2 separate regions of the Mus musculus genome follow, and region 2 is linked to region 1. Evidence: chromatin contacts called from public HiChIP or PLAC-seq data. All regions are on one chromosome and are shown on one strand. The core of a region is the stretch at or near the end of the contact, and the rest is flanking DNA. Distances in the headings are between cores, read along the strand shown.

Region 1 (7,420 bases), core at 2,124-4,623:
CAGAAACATCAAGTAGCAGGTAGACTCCCCACCCCACCCCCTCCGCCTAGATTATTTCTCTTGTTATTATGGCTGGTTGTATGTTCTACTTGTGAAGAGTTAATGCATCATAGTTACATAGTTTCCATTAGCCTTCGCTCTGCTTACATTCTGAGGACTTTGACACATGTGTAACACCATGTATCCATCACTACTTATCTACCCTACTGCCTGGAAGTTCCCCAGTATTCACCTATTCAGATTTCATCCCCTTGCACCATGGGAACTAGACTTTTTGTTGTCTCCTTAGCTTTCCTGATTGTAGAATGTGTAAGAGGAAGCACGCAGCACACTCTCTTTTGAGGTTGTCTGTTGCATCCAGCCATGAACACTGAAAGTCCCTCCATGTCTTTTTGTGGCTTGAGAACATCTTTCTCTTTTTACTGCTAAGTCATGCTTCCTTGCCTGCATATAGCACAGCTTGTCTGTTCACTCACTGACTGCAGCGTATCTGGATTTCTTCCATTGCTTGGAAATTCTGGAGAAAGTCACTGCTGTAAAGTAATTCTGCTCAGGTTCTGTGAGGATGTATGTGTATGTTTTCCTTTAGGTAAATGGCCAGGACCTCAAAAGTCAGATCAAAAGGTGTAATTAGGGCCAGCAAGATGGCTCAGTGAGTAAAGGCACTTGCTAGCAAGCCTGACACCTGACTCTGATTCCACGTGGAGGGAGAGCACACACTCCTGCATGCTGTTGTTGACTGTCTACAGGTGTGAAGTGAGGTGTGCTCCTGTCCTTGCACACAGACACACAGTGAAAACAGTTTTAAGATTTTAAACAAATATATATGTAATTGTATAAGAAGCTGTCAAACCACATCCCAAAACACTTGGTAATTTTTTTTTTTTTTTTTACCATTTGAGGTTCTTATCTCCTTTTGATAGGTAATTGTAAAATTTATGAACTGCCTATTAATTATCTTACCAATATCCCAAATTTTACAAAATGATCTTAGGTGGGGAAAAGGCATGGGAAGTGTGTGTGTGTGTGTGTATACTAATTTACTTTTTAAGTAAATTTAACTTTAATTTAAATTTCTGATTTTTTTCAGAGAGTTTTCAGAAGTGACACTGGCCAACATTTCTTATTGTATCTTTCTGTTTTGCCTCAGTTTATACAGGTAGCTAAGCCCAGGACAGTAAACTCTTCAGTTCCTCCTGTCTGAAGTGAGCGTCAAAGCTAAACCATTGGGTTACAATTTGTCGGCTCACACTGTGTCTAGACTTCTGGGCTCCAGTTTCAGGTTTTCGTACTTTATCAATTAGACTCCCCTGCTTCCCAAGAGGGGAGCTATCAAAGGTATGTATGTGTCTACCGAGCTGCCCAGCTCCAGATCAGAGCGAAGTTTCATTTTGGTCTGATAAAGGCTTATCAGGCGGAGAGAAACAAAGCAACAGGAAATTGAATGATATGGTTAACTCCTTTTCGGAGGCACTTCCTGCAGACCAGCCACCCTCACCACACAGGTTTAGAGGTGAGATATCAGACCTTGATCACAGAAATGATTTCTACCTTGCTGTCAGGGAGACTCTGGGTGGCCAGTGCCCATTGCCCTGGGTAGGTTAATGGACTGTGAGCTTACCTAGGGGAAAACAAGACTCCACATTCGCCTTGGGAACTTGTCAGGAATTTAAAGATGGTTTCTGGGCTAGACACTGTTAATCTATCAGGGGGAAATGGAGAAGCCCAAGCTTACCAAGTGCAGCTCTGGCCTGATAATGATAACGTACAGGGAACTTCAGCTGTTTGTCCAACTGGAGAAAAAGTAGGGGAGGAAAGAAGAGCGGCATGATGGAGACAGGACAGAGAAAGTAACATCAAATGTAAGAGCTGCACTAGGACTCTCTCCTCCCTCTTCCCTTTCTCCATATTGAGGATGGAAGCCAGGCCTTGTTCTTGCTAGGCAAGGCCTTTGCCACCAGCCCACGCAGCCAGCCTCAGGACTGGGAATCAGGGGAGGAAATGAAAAGACACACGACCTTCATAAAATGAAAGAGAGCCTGGCTACGTGGTCACAGAATGACGTCCACAGCTGGACACCAGAGTGGGAAAACGTCCTCCAGCTGTAGCCAAATCTGTTGTTTTCAGGACCCAGAAGTCACCAGGCCGGTGGTATTGGAGACAGGAGACAAGCGGGTAGGGATTCTCTTACAAGCCAGAGGTCTAGGGAGGCTAGAGTCTCCTCTTTGCCACTGTCCTGGAACTTAGTAGATGAGACTAGTCTCCTGGATGCCCTCATAATTCTGCAGAAAAAAAAAAAAACTCATGATTTTTTATTTTCTTTTCCTGGAAAGTGTAATTTGAAGGATTGTCAGAGGACAAAATTGAACCGTGGTCACAAAGGCTGTGCAGGAAGACCCAGGAGCATCATGGGGCCAGGGCCTTTGGTGTTTGCAGTTTTGTTTCAGGGAGACAAATGCCCCTGCTTTGATCAAGTGTCAAGTGTATGTGGCAAATTCCTCTGTGAAGGACCCCCTGGTATACTGCCTGCACACGCAGGCAAGCTGCCTGCAGGGAGGTGGGGGTTGGAGGTAAGCAAGCATCATTTGTTTTAAATTGCACCACGGTAGAAATCCATGAACTCAGGGCTGCCACAAGCATTCTGGGCACAAAGGAAAGCTGTGCAGAGGCTGCGTCTCTTTTGATATAGATTTTGCCGCCATTGTTCCAGGTGTCTCCGGAGAGAGCTTATTTCCATATGTATAGAGAAACGGAGTGCTTTCTCTTGCCGGTTAAAGTGTCACCGAATGTATTTTTAGCTATACATAAAGCAGCGGCAGTGTGAGGCATCTTACCGCCAGGGTCGCAAGGTTTGAACATCCTTTGCCACTGGAGGAATGCTAATGAGATGATTCTTCATTCCACTTATTTTAATTGCCAAACAACGCTTAATTCCCCACCCCACACCCCCGACTTAAAAAACAAAATCAAACAAATCCCTTTTTGTGTATAGCCAAGTTTGCCCTTGCAGGAGATGGGTGTTGCAGAAAGACCCCAATCGTCCTGTGCAGAAGGTTCTAGGCCTGGCCCTCTCCCTGTGCAGTTAGTGCGAGGTGTCAGTGTCTGCTCCCCTTTCCAATAGCTCGGAGGATGCTGAGAGGAGACGCCCGTGGTTGTCAGAGAAACACGGCGATATATTATTAGATCTTTCATAATTAGGCTTTGCTGATGTGTGCAAGAGCTTAATCAAAAACGTTATCACCCAGCCTGCTGCTGGAGGTGGGGGTTGGTGATGGTGGTGGGGGAATCTGGAAAGTCAAAGGCTGTTCCTCCCCGTGCTGGTTCTGTAAGATAACAAAGGCAAGACAAAGGCAGATGGCTCCTGCCTGTGGTTCTGAGCAGGCTCATGCTTTGGTTAATCACGTGACGTACGTGACAGTGGGTTCAGAAAACCTGAAGCCCCTCCTCGCTCCCAATTTCTGAGTCACTCCACCGACCAGGTGCTGACTAAGGCTGTGGGCTGTGGGAACCTCATTGAATGTGTCTGCCAAGCGTTTCCAGGTAGAGCTTGGCTCCCCGGGGGAGCTCTAGAAGTCCCTCCCTGGGTCACAGCAGGCCTGCCTGACTGCGAATTTCAAAGAGTGTATCTCAGCCCTTAGATAAACCTGGCTGGTGTCCCCTGGCAGCAAAGCTGGGGGAAGACCTCGGGGACAGCCATCCTGCAGCGCCCAGGGCTGTTTGGACAAACTGTGCTATGTTTTTTCTGCCCGTATCTGGGCATGCAGGTGAATCCTGGTCCCGCTGGTATCTTGGCTGGCCACTCTCTCTCAGGCTCTGCGGGGAGCTGGGGGTGCATCCCTGCAAACGCTCCAGCAAAGCTGTGCAAACAAACCCGGCCGATTAGTTGGACAGGCTCACTGGCTCGGGAGTGTGAGCTGGCCTGGCAGCCCTATGCTCTCAACCCTTTCCAGGCTGGGCTTGTTCCCAGAGCGCTCATCAAGGAACACACTACCTTACCCTCTGGATGCTGGGTGCTTGTGCATCTATGGGCAGGACAGGATACTGATTCTTGCCTTGGACTCTTTACATACAACATATCACACATTCATTCACACACACACACACACACACACACACACACACACACACATGTGCGCGCCACTCACGTTCACTACAGACTATACAGCATTGGGTCAGAAGCCGTGATGGCACGAGGCACATAAATTTTGTGTCTGAGTTATTTAACCCACCTCAGAGTTGCACAAGACCTGTGTCCTTGTCTTACACGCTGCGTCAGATAGAGGCTGGCAATTTCTGTGTTTAAAGGTTCAGTTTAACACCTATAAATAACCTGACGTTCTGAGCTTTTTGGGAGAGGCTGCTCAAACTGACTTGACTTTTTTTTCCCTCTCTTCTGCCTTTGGTTTGAAGTAAGAGTCAACTTGGTATAAAGAAACCTCGGGTCCCCTTTGAGGTGAAATCAGAGTGAATCAGAAAGAGTGATTACGCCCTTCTTTAATCAGAGACTCTGGGGAGGATTTTCTTTTAGGAGAGAAGCGTCAAGCCATGCTCTTTGAAAATTACTTTCATATTTTCTTGAGCAGTTCAGAGCAGGGAGAGTTTTAAGAGTTGTCATTTGCTCTTGGATATCAGGCGGCAGCCTCAGCCTTTTGTCTGAGCCCTTCCTTCTGTGTATCCGAAAGGACTTAGCTGGCCCCGGCTTTGTTGTGCACCACACAAGCTATCAAGTGACTAATGCCCTTGGAATCTCATGGAGACATTTATTCTGCCCCTGTTGCTATGAGCCCTGTGTTCTTTTGTGGAACCTAACAATATAGGTAACATATCTAAAGTATGACCCTGACCAAAGGAACTTAGTTTTAAGTAGCAATTGTAAAATCATTGTGTACACGTCACGGGCCTGTCAGGTCCATTCTCATTTTAGTGTTTCAAGTATGTTTGCGCTAGTGACGTGGGCTGATTAACCTGAAGTGAAGTTAAAGCATCAATAGAAAAGCTCACCCACATTCACACTGCAAGTGTTTATTAAACCAGTCTCAGCTACTTGGGGGAAGCAGTACTCCTTCAGGGAATTAAAAAAAAAAAAAAAAGGATAATCAATCAGGAATTATTCAATGAGCTGACAAAAACAGCATTACAGGTCAAAAGTCCCCCTGTTATTTAAAATAGACGATCCATTTTCAAGTCAAGAGTTTTTCTCTGTATTGCCCTGGCTATCTTGGAACTAACTCACTCTGTAGACCAGGCTAGCCTGGAACTCAGAGATCCACCTGCCTCTCCTCCCAAGTGTTGGGATTAAAGTTTATGTTAATAAATAGCTTTTAAAATTAGCATTTCCTGTCTGCTTCCAAAAATTTGGTTCAAATTCTTCTCCCAGTGCTTGGAATGTTAATTTGGTGACTAGCAGAGAAAGTGGTGTGTGTGTGTGTGTGTGTGTGTGTGTGTGTGTGTGTGTGTGTTTGAGACAAGATCTTACACAGAGTCACAGGCTGGTCTGAAAACCACTACAAAGTAGCCCAGGCTGGCTGGCTTCAAGTTGTGGAAACCCTCCTGTCTCCACCTCCAGAGTTCTGGGATTGCAGCCATGAGCTCTGATGTCTGGCTAGGAAATATGGTTTTGTCAGAATTAAACGTGTGCTCGTTTCTTAACCTGAGACATTTAAAAATTAGTTGGAGCCAGAAACAATTAACGGTCCAGATTTCTCTCACTTATTTTTGGCTTTTATCTTACTTGTTTGTTCCCATTTTAATTAGAAAATAATACAATGACACAATTAATTTTACCTGGCAGGCTCTGTTCCACGGCAACAGGGGCGTATGTGAAAAATGCTGCTGGCTTTTTTCCTCTTCCCCCTAGAATGAGAATTTTTTAAAACCTAAAAGTCTGTTACCATTTAAGCCTCTATAAATGAATTTTTAGACAGTGTTTGAAATTTGGGCCTTGATTTTCACACCTTAGGGAACCATATGGAGGTTAAAATGTGATTCTTTGTTTTGTATTATGCGTTATCCCACATATTTTTTTGACCAGTGTTTCTATTTAGCCATTTTAAATACTTTCCATTTAAGTCACATTTCCTCAGAAACTGGGTCCACGATCACTGATAACATTCTAACGTTGCCACATTTTATTGATTTGTATTTGATGCCAAGGTTGATAAGATGTAGATCACATTTAAAAATTATGTGAAGAAGAAAAACCTACATTAGACTCAAATCTTAATTAATGTGACCATACTCTCTTAGTGAAATGAACACAGTTTTACCACATTTTATTTTTTCCCCCCAAACTGTGTGCTGCTCCTTACCACTTTGGTTTCTTTCCATATCTTCTCTTTGGAGAAACCAGACCAAAAGTTGTTTGAGTACAGACGTGCAAAATCGTCTTCCTTTCATGCTTTGCACATCATGCACTCTGTGCATGCTCCGGTGAGTCGTTTGTGACTGTATTAACTTGATGGTCTATAGGTACAGAGCAGTATAGTAACATTAGAACACACATCACGCTTGCTAACAAGGTAAATTCATGTGCTTGGTATGGGTGATAACTTCCTTGCTGTGGATAATATCTGTTCTCTTGCACCTGATAGAGTCACAAAGTAAGTATTAAATCTGGCCCAAGGAGCTCTGAGGAACGTGGCAGTGATAGGGGACGCAGAAAACTTCTGTCTCAGCATTGTTTCAATGGCCAACCCACGAGACTTGCATGCCTTTGAGTGAAAACCCTACTCTCTAAATTGTAGGCAACAAGGTTGGGGAGACCCCGACTCAAATCCCCAGCAACTGCCAAAATAAGTAACATCTAGGAATGGGCTTTCTCAAGCCAATGATTAAAACTTTCAAAGGGTACAGTCTTTGGATCTGAAGTCTCTGATTAGTTAGTCTTTTAATTACTTCTCTTTTTATTATTTCTTTAAAATGCAGAGTTTAGGTGAAAATGACAACAAAACAAAGCAAACAAGTAAAACAAAATAAAACAGTTCCCATCTCTTGGCAGCCTTTTTGACCAAGTGTAAGTCTTTATGAAGGAATTACAGTTAACCAGTTTTGGGCAGCAGGGCATTTCCCTCAGCCTCATTCCGGGTTGCTCCTCCTGGCCTGCAGGACTCAGGCAGGGTGGGGGTGGGGCTTGGCTTCTATGTCTTACAGCAAAGCAGCTTTGGTGGGAGCAGTTATCATTCATAGTTCTACAGAACTCTCATAATTATCTATTGTTTTCGTCAAAAACCAACATGGTTTTTGTGCACATCCAAACTCTCTTCGCACAAAACTTCACTCCTGCCTTTAAAATACATAGCATGTATAATACTAGTTTTACAAGTAATATCTTAAGTTGGAGTCTGATAAAAATACCTAGTTATCAAGTATTGTATTAAAAACAAAAGGAAAAACTCTAAAACAAACAGCAGGCCGGTGAGAT
Region 2 (6,814 bases), core at 2,023-4,522, 120 kb before region 1:
CTGGGAGAGCAACCGGCAGCTACATGCCTTGGCCTTGAATCACCCACCTCCTCAAGGGCCTGGAGAGAGTGGGTAAGTCACATGGTTTCATGCCGTAATGCTTCTAAGACACACTTTAGCTCTAAGAACAGATTCTAGAAAAAAAAATGAATGTTTGAGAAACCACAATAGAACTGTTTAAGTGGCAACTCTAGCAATGCACATACGATGATGATCATGGATATGGAATGGTGGAAGAAGCGGCCCCAAAAGTGCTCAGTGAGACCTCCTACCTACCTTTGCTTGTACTTTCATGAGTTCTTTTGAGAATTATATACAGTGTATACTGATCCACTCTCATCCCCTGCCCTAACTTCTAGTTTCTCTCTTTTAAAATAATCTACTGAGCTCAATGTGTGCTCCAGATACACCTGTTGGGGTGGGGGAGGGGCGTCCATTGTGATGCAGTTGGTTCCCTGCCCCCAAATCCTCTTCTGTCAACAGCTCCTCAGTTAAGGAGTCAGGGTGCACGAGTCCCGTCTCTGCAGGGTGCTGACTGGCTTCATCCTGTGCAGGTCTTGTGTAGGCAGTTATAGATGCTTCAAGGTCATGAATGTGAAGGTCATGAATGATAACCAGAAGCTACTGGTTAATCACGGTCCCACTTGACCTCTGGCTGTTGTCCTCCTTCCACCCCATCTTCCCCATGGTGGTTGAGACCTGTGGATACAGATGCTCCATTTGTGGCTGAGATGACCAGGATTCACTGCACCTTGACCAGTTGCACCTCCCATCTTCTTAAAGCAAAGAGCAGACACCCTGCTCAAAGACTTCTCCAGCAACCCTGTCACCAGGATATTTGTTCATTTCAGATGTGGATGTCTGAATGCTGGCATTGGAATATGGATGTTTCTGAACTCTCCCCCCATAGCATGGCAGAAAGACACTATCTGAATTCCCAATTCTGTGATCTTTTACTTTGAAAACTTTCAAAGAAAACAAAAGTTTTTTTTAAAAGAAGTCTAGAATCCAGCTTACTGTATTTTAATCACAAGTGCATAGCCTGTGTTCTAGCACACTTACATAGGTGTGTGTACAATCTTATGCATTTTACATGTAAAATTTGGCTCTTCCCTCATCCTAGCATCTCAGAAGGAGGAATGTTCCCATATAACAACAAAGTCACTTATATCTAGCAGACACCCAAAAGCATTTCATAATATGACCAACTACTGAGTCTATGAAACTCGTCGTGGTATTAAAAAAAATTTTTTTTCAGTAAAAATCTGCTGTGAGATTGAGTTTTCTAGAAATGACAGGGAAGCTACACCATTATACCTCGCCAACATGGCTGCCTAAACAAGACCTGAGCAATGACAACACCAATGGACAGGTAACATGGAAGGAGGATCTCACTGGGTCCTACTCCTAGATAAAGAATTCCAGGCAACCAAGTTCTGCTAAGTGAAGGAGAACCAGTCTTTCCCAGGGATTATCTAATACCAAATGGTCAGCCCCGAATCCTATATATACAAGTAACACTAAACATATTCAGCACATCTGTGGAAACTCCACCCTTGAGGACCCACATCTGGAACCAGAAAAAGGAGATTAACGGCTAGACACATAAGTTTAGAGGTACACACATGGCCACATGGCTCTAATTGTATGTTCACTGTATGTGTCTCTCTATGTTCCTCTGCCACATACACATGGTCATATGGTTTTACTGTATCTTCACTGGGTGTCTCTCTCTCTCTTCCACTCACTTCAAGAAGCATAGAATAAGTTTTAGGGACACAGGCAGAGCTGATCTGTAAGCAGGATCATGCTATACAGCGTGAGGGATATTTTCTAAAAGGAATATGCATCTAGAATCATTCTGCCGTTTGGATTTAAAAACAGGGATTCACACTGAAGGAAGCCCAGGGTGACTTAGCGCTTACTGTGTAGTCCAGGCTGATCTCGAACTTGTGCAATCCCCCTGCCTCAGCTTCTTGAGTACTGACTAAGATTATAGGTACAAGCCATCAAGCCTAAATTTTCTTTATTAAATAAATGACTGAGAACTATAACTGAGATCTATAAAAGCAGTTCTATTAACTAGAGAGAGACAGAGACGGAGAGACAGAGAGACACACAGAGAGATTCCTGTACTTGAAGCCAGGCCCTGGTTCAGTAGGTCTGGGAGTGGCAGCGCATTTCCCCCCCAGCAACCGTATAAACCACCCATAACAGTTTGGAGAGTTTTCTCCCATGAGAATGGTTTCCTTTTTAATAAGGCTCAATCTCTTCAATTAAAGGATTAAAGAGCTAGCATAATTCCTCTTAGCAGCTAGGAGGATGAGCAGGGCTAAAGATACATGTGTTTGTACATCCCACCAGTCTTTCCATGTAATTCAGATCTGAGGACTGAACTTGAATTTCTCCCTTCTTAGACACTGCTCTGCACCCACCCACCCACTTTGCCAGGGTTTTAAAAACGGGCTAGTCTCAAACGATTTTGCACAAGCACTTACTCTGATCTTCACTGTCCTCCTGGGTCTGATTTATGCATTCAGACTTCAGACGTCCTGAGAAGACGTCAACAGGCAGATCAGCAGAGGCTCTGCTCGGGGAAGCATGGGGCTGGCTTCCTTCTCCTTCCCAGGGGAGGCCTAAGCATCTGGGAACGTCTATTCCTCCCACCTCCTTGATCACTCATTACCTTACCATGTTTTGCTCTGGTGTGGAGCACAGGCCCAAATTGAAACCTCAGGTTCTCTGTCTCTGAATTTCAATTGTCTAAAAGGATGGACAGCTTGCAAAGGTGACTCAGGAAACTTGTGTCCTACTGGAGTTCAACAAAGTTTTTTCCTGCTCTTTCCAACGCTGCTGCAGCTAGCTTATAGCAAGTTAATACAGAAATATGCCTTTTGGCCTGGAAAACATCTCTAACATTTGAGCTGTGCCTCATCTGTCCAGATGTTAGACTGGCTTTGGTCATGGCTCCCAAGGACAGAAAGTAAAAGCGATTTTTTTTTTTTTAGTTCTTTTTCACACCATGAACCCTCCCCCTCCCCCTGCCCCCTCTCGTTCCTTGATAGGAACTGAGAAGGCGGGCTCAGCATTTGATTATTTAGCCAAGCACAGGCCATCAACAACTCTGTAAGGGGAGGAGAAGCCAGAGTGCATCTGTTTGCTTTCAGATTCTCTTTTCTTTCTTGCCAGTTCGCACCATTGGGGAGATAGCTCAACAGGGCTGGTTCTCTGTGGTGTAAGCTGCAGGAGGTTTCCACAGCACGCTGTGCAAACACATTAGGGGAAAGTCCTGTTGTGAGGAAGAGCAGCCTTGGCTGGCCAGCGCCATCTCCCCCAGCGTTAGGCATCTAGAGGTATGCAGCCCCCTGAAGGGCTACACATCCCCACCCCTCTCAGGCATCCCTCACACGGAGCAGTCTGCAAGCTAAATGTCTCCAAGGCAATGCATCTGACAGAGGAAGGGCTTCTTAAAGAATGCAGTGCCACCCTGAGCCAGCTTTTGTGACAGATACACAAAATAATTGTGTCTTTGTGTGTGTGTGAGCATGTGTGTGTGTGTTTGTGTGTGTGTATATATGTATACACATGCAAGCATAGCGTGGTGCGTACGAGTGTATGTGTTCACATGTCTTTAGATGTGTCTGTACATGTGTGTGAAGGCCTCAGGTCTCTGCAAGTGATCTATCATCTATCTTCCATTTCTCTTTATTTTTTTGAGACGGGGTCTCTCACTAAGCTAGTAGCTTGCCGATTGGCTAGGCCGGACAGCTAATATGCTCCAGGAATCTGCCAGTACTAGGATTAGGGGTACATCCTGCCACATGCAGCTTTTACATGGGTCCTAGGCATCTCAACTCAAGCCTTCAGTCTAATAGAACATCCCTTTACCCACATACACAGCCACCTCTTCAGTCTCTCAAGGTGATTTTCTGTTGATGGTGATTCAGGGAGAGGCTCTGGCCTGCCACTCACCAGCTCATGAAAGCCACTTTATCTGCTGAAGCTTTGCTTTCTTCATGAAGGAAAATGGGTATATTAATTAATACCCTACTTTCTGGGGTGGGGTAGTGGGGGGCGGTCAGTATAAACAGCGTGTGCAGACTGAAAGGTAGTATGGACCCCATGAGGACCTCTGACCAGAGGCAAACCCCAAGGCCAGGCTTCACAAAGGGCCTTACTCTTGAGCACCAGTTATTGCCACTGGGTTCTTACGGCTGCATGTCTCTAGTGGAAAGGGCAAATGTTTTATACATCTGACTGCTGATGCCAATATACCCTTTACACTAATATACCTCTGACTCACACCCAAGCTGAGATCTGGTTTTTCTTGGTTTGTACAATAAACCAATAGTTACAGTAACTATGACGATGTAAAAACATACACCTCTGTTTGCAGGTACCTCTATGGAACACAGCAGCTAGGTCAGCAAGAGAGCAGGGCTCTTGCAAGGATTGCAAGGGCTAAGGGTACGGCTTGAGTTGTCTACCAACAGCCACTTGCTTCCAGTCTTAGTGAATGTCAATGTATCTGTTTTGGTTGCAGCCACAGAAGCATAGTCCTGTAGGGGAGTAGAGAGTGGAGCATCTTCACAGACTATTCGATGAATATGCAATCCCCTCCCCCCATCCAAAGCATGGGCTGGGTTGTGTATCCTAAACTAAGATGTTCAAATCCAGTGCCTGGGTGCTTTCACAGTGTTGTTACTCAGAGTATTTACAAAGAAACTGAGGTGAACTGAAGTTCCTAGAGTAGACTCTAACACAGGATGACGGAGTCAGAACATACAAAGGCAGACAGGAAATGGGAAGAGGTGTCTCCTGCTTAGAATTCTAACATTGTAGGAGGGGGCAGCCAACCATTCGGCTCCTCTGGACCATATTAGACGAAAAAGAATGTCTCAGGCAGTATGTTGAGACCGAGGCAGGAGGACTTTTACACACTTGAGGTCTTTCTGAGGTGATCCAAAGCTAGCTTAAGTTGCAGAGTGAGACCCTATATAGGTAAAGAAAAGTAACAAAACATGAAACACAAAAATGTCCAAAAAGGTCTTGTATAAGTCAGGGAGAGACTCTCTCTTAACTCTATCCAAGACACCTTGACCTTGGACCTTTGTCCTCCAAGGCTGCACCCTGTGAGAGAGTAAGCCCCCATTGTTAAGGCACTCTGATAGTTGGCAAACTCATGCTCTCAACACCCTTTCCATTAAGTATTCTAAGAGGGACCTCTCCTGTGTTCAGTACTTGTTTGCTCAGCACACACAACTCTGAGCAATTGTCCTGGTAGCAAGAGAATTCTGTGCTTTCATAGAAAGTTGGGCACTAGTAAACAGATGACAGAAATCTTCATCTAGGGCCAGGTGGGATGGGGGTCAAGCTTTGTGGTCCACCAGGCCCTAGTGATCGCTCTACCTTGGTGTCATTGGGCAGGCTGGGGCAGGTTGACAAAGGCCACAAGTAAATGGCTTGGAGCAGGGTCCCACACTTTCCTGACAGAAACTCAGGGGCCATGTTGATAAACCCCAAGCCCAAAATCTTCCAGGTTAATATGACTCACGTATTCTATGACTTTTTTTTTTTTTTTTTGAGAACTCTAAAACCTATAAACCATTGAAAGCAAAATCAGAAGATAGCAGTGAGCATTCAGTGGACTTAGCACCCACTGTGGATAAAGCTGGGTGTTCCCACTTTCATTTCCATATGCCTAGTATGACAGTCTGCCAGGGCCCTCCTCTCTTCCTTTCTTTCTCCCTCCCCATCCCACTCCTCTCTTTCTTTCTTTCTTTCTTTCTTTCTTTCTTTCTTTCTTTCTTTCTTTCTTTCTTTCTTTCTTTCTTTCTTTCTTTCTTTCGACAGTGTCTGGAAATGAAGTCCAGGCTGACCTCAAATCATGGCAATCCTTCTGCTTCAGCCTCCTCAGTACAAGGATTACAGGCATATATCTGGTTGTATCTTCCTTTAAACTGGTTGTTGCTTTTAACTAGTTCCCTCCTTGAAGAGTTAGGTAGGGTCGGAGGTATAGAGATCAGGGCTAGAGCCATTTTCTAGGGTGCACACAAGGCCCTAGGTTCGAGCTCCAGGACCACAAATGAAATAAAGTGAAGTAAAATCCATAGCATGTGTCCATTCTCTCATTGACGCGAGTGGACACAGTTTGTCCTGTTTGGGGAAATGAGAGCACCATTCTCTTCTAACAATGACCCCCTGGGCAGAATAAAGCAGTGACAACCATGCCATGTAAAAATACAGAAGCCCATGTGTGAGGCTGGGGACAGTCTGCTCTGAAGTGGGGCAGACAGGCAGTGTCTTTATTTTGGACTTCTGGGTGATCCTGGAGCTCAGACAGTCAGATAGCTCAGAGGTGAGGGCCTCAGATTAAACACTTTTTGATTTGCATTTCTGACCTGACTCTCCCGCTCCATGACCTTGGACTTTCTCCCAAACTATGGAGCCTAAATATTTTCTGTGCAAAGTGGGGTTGGTGGTAGTTTCTGCTTACTGAGATAGAAGTCAAGAGTAACTGTGCTGTGGATGTGCCATGGGGCACCCAGCACTCACAAGAGCACTGGTTGACTAAATGAGGGTAGTTATTCATGTGAAGGCAAGATGAAAAGCAGAGCTTTGGTGAGGGTGAGTGATACAGTAAAGAGAAGGGAATTGTCCACAGGGACTGTTCTGTCACATCAGCAATTTGATTTCAGAAAGAACTCTAAGTAGTCAAGAGTGAAACTTGTATCTCCCAGCTTCACAACACTGGGACGTTTCCTTGAACATTTTTTGCCAATGATTCATGATTCCAAACTGTATGATAAATAGG

The links. HiChIP or PLAC-seq counts read pairs in DNA pulled down with a chosen protein or histone mark.
Region 2: a contact with region 1 is called in an H3K27ac HiChIP or PLAC-seq map of epiblast stem cells. The contact joins two enhancer-like sites. A contact is called at or near these places in 14 of 484 Hi-C or Micro-C datasets (Sertoli cells, cumulus cells, embryonic stem cells and 5 more) and 11 of 115 datasets of contacts at active chromatin or transcription factors (embryonic stem cells, epiblast stem cells, extraembryonic endoderm stem cells and 2 more).

The regions. Positions count from the first base shown.
Region 1 is chr8:8,485,179-8,492,598 of GRCm38.p6, reverse strand. No RefSeq gene overlaps it. Among named protein-coding and RNA genes, the nearest start is that of Gm31135, 4.2 kb to the right of the region's middle. RefSeq lists an enhancer at 1,260-4,545. Within about 2 kb of position 3,373, at least 146 of the 459 cell types and tissues checked have an H3K27ac peak or open chromatin away from gene starts, as enhancers often do. A contact at or near this core is called in embryonic stem cells, epiblast stem cells, pancreatic cancer cells and 1 more, where this site is marked.
Region 2 is chr8:8,605,834-8,612,647 of GRCm38.p6, reverse strand. No RefSeq gene overlaps it. Among named protein-coding and RNA genes, the nearest start is that of Gm31463, 33 kb to the right of the region's middle. Within about 2 kb of position 3,272, at least 39 of the 459 cell types and tissues checked have an H3K27ac peak or open chromatin away from gene starts, as enhancers often do. A contact at or near this core is called in embryonic stem cells, epiblast stem cells, pancreatic cancer cells and 1 more, where this site is marked.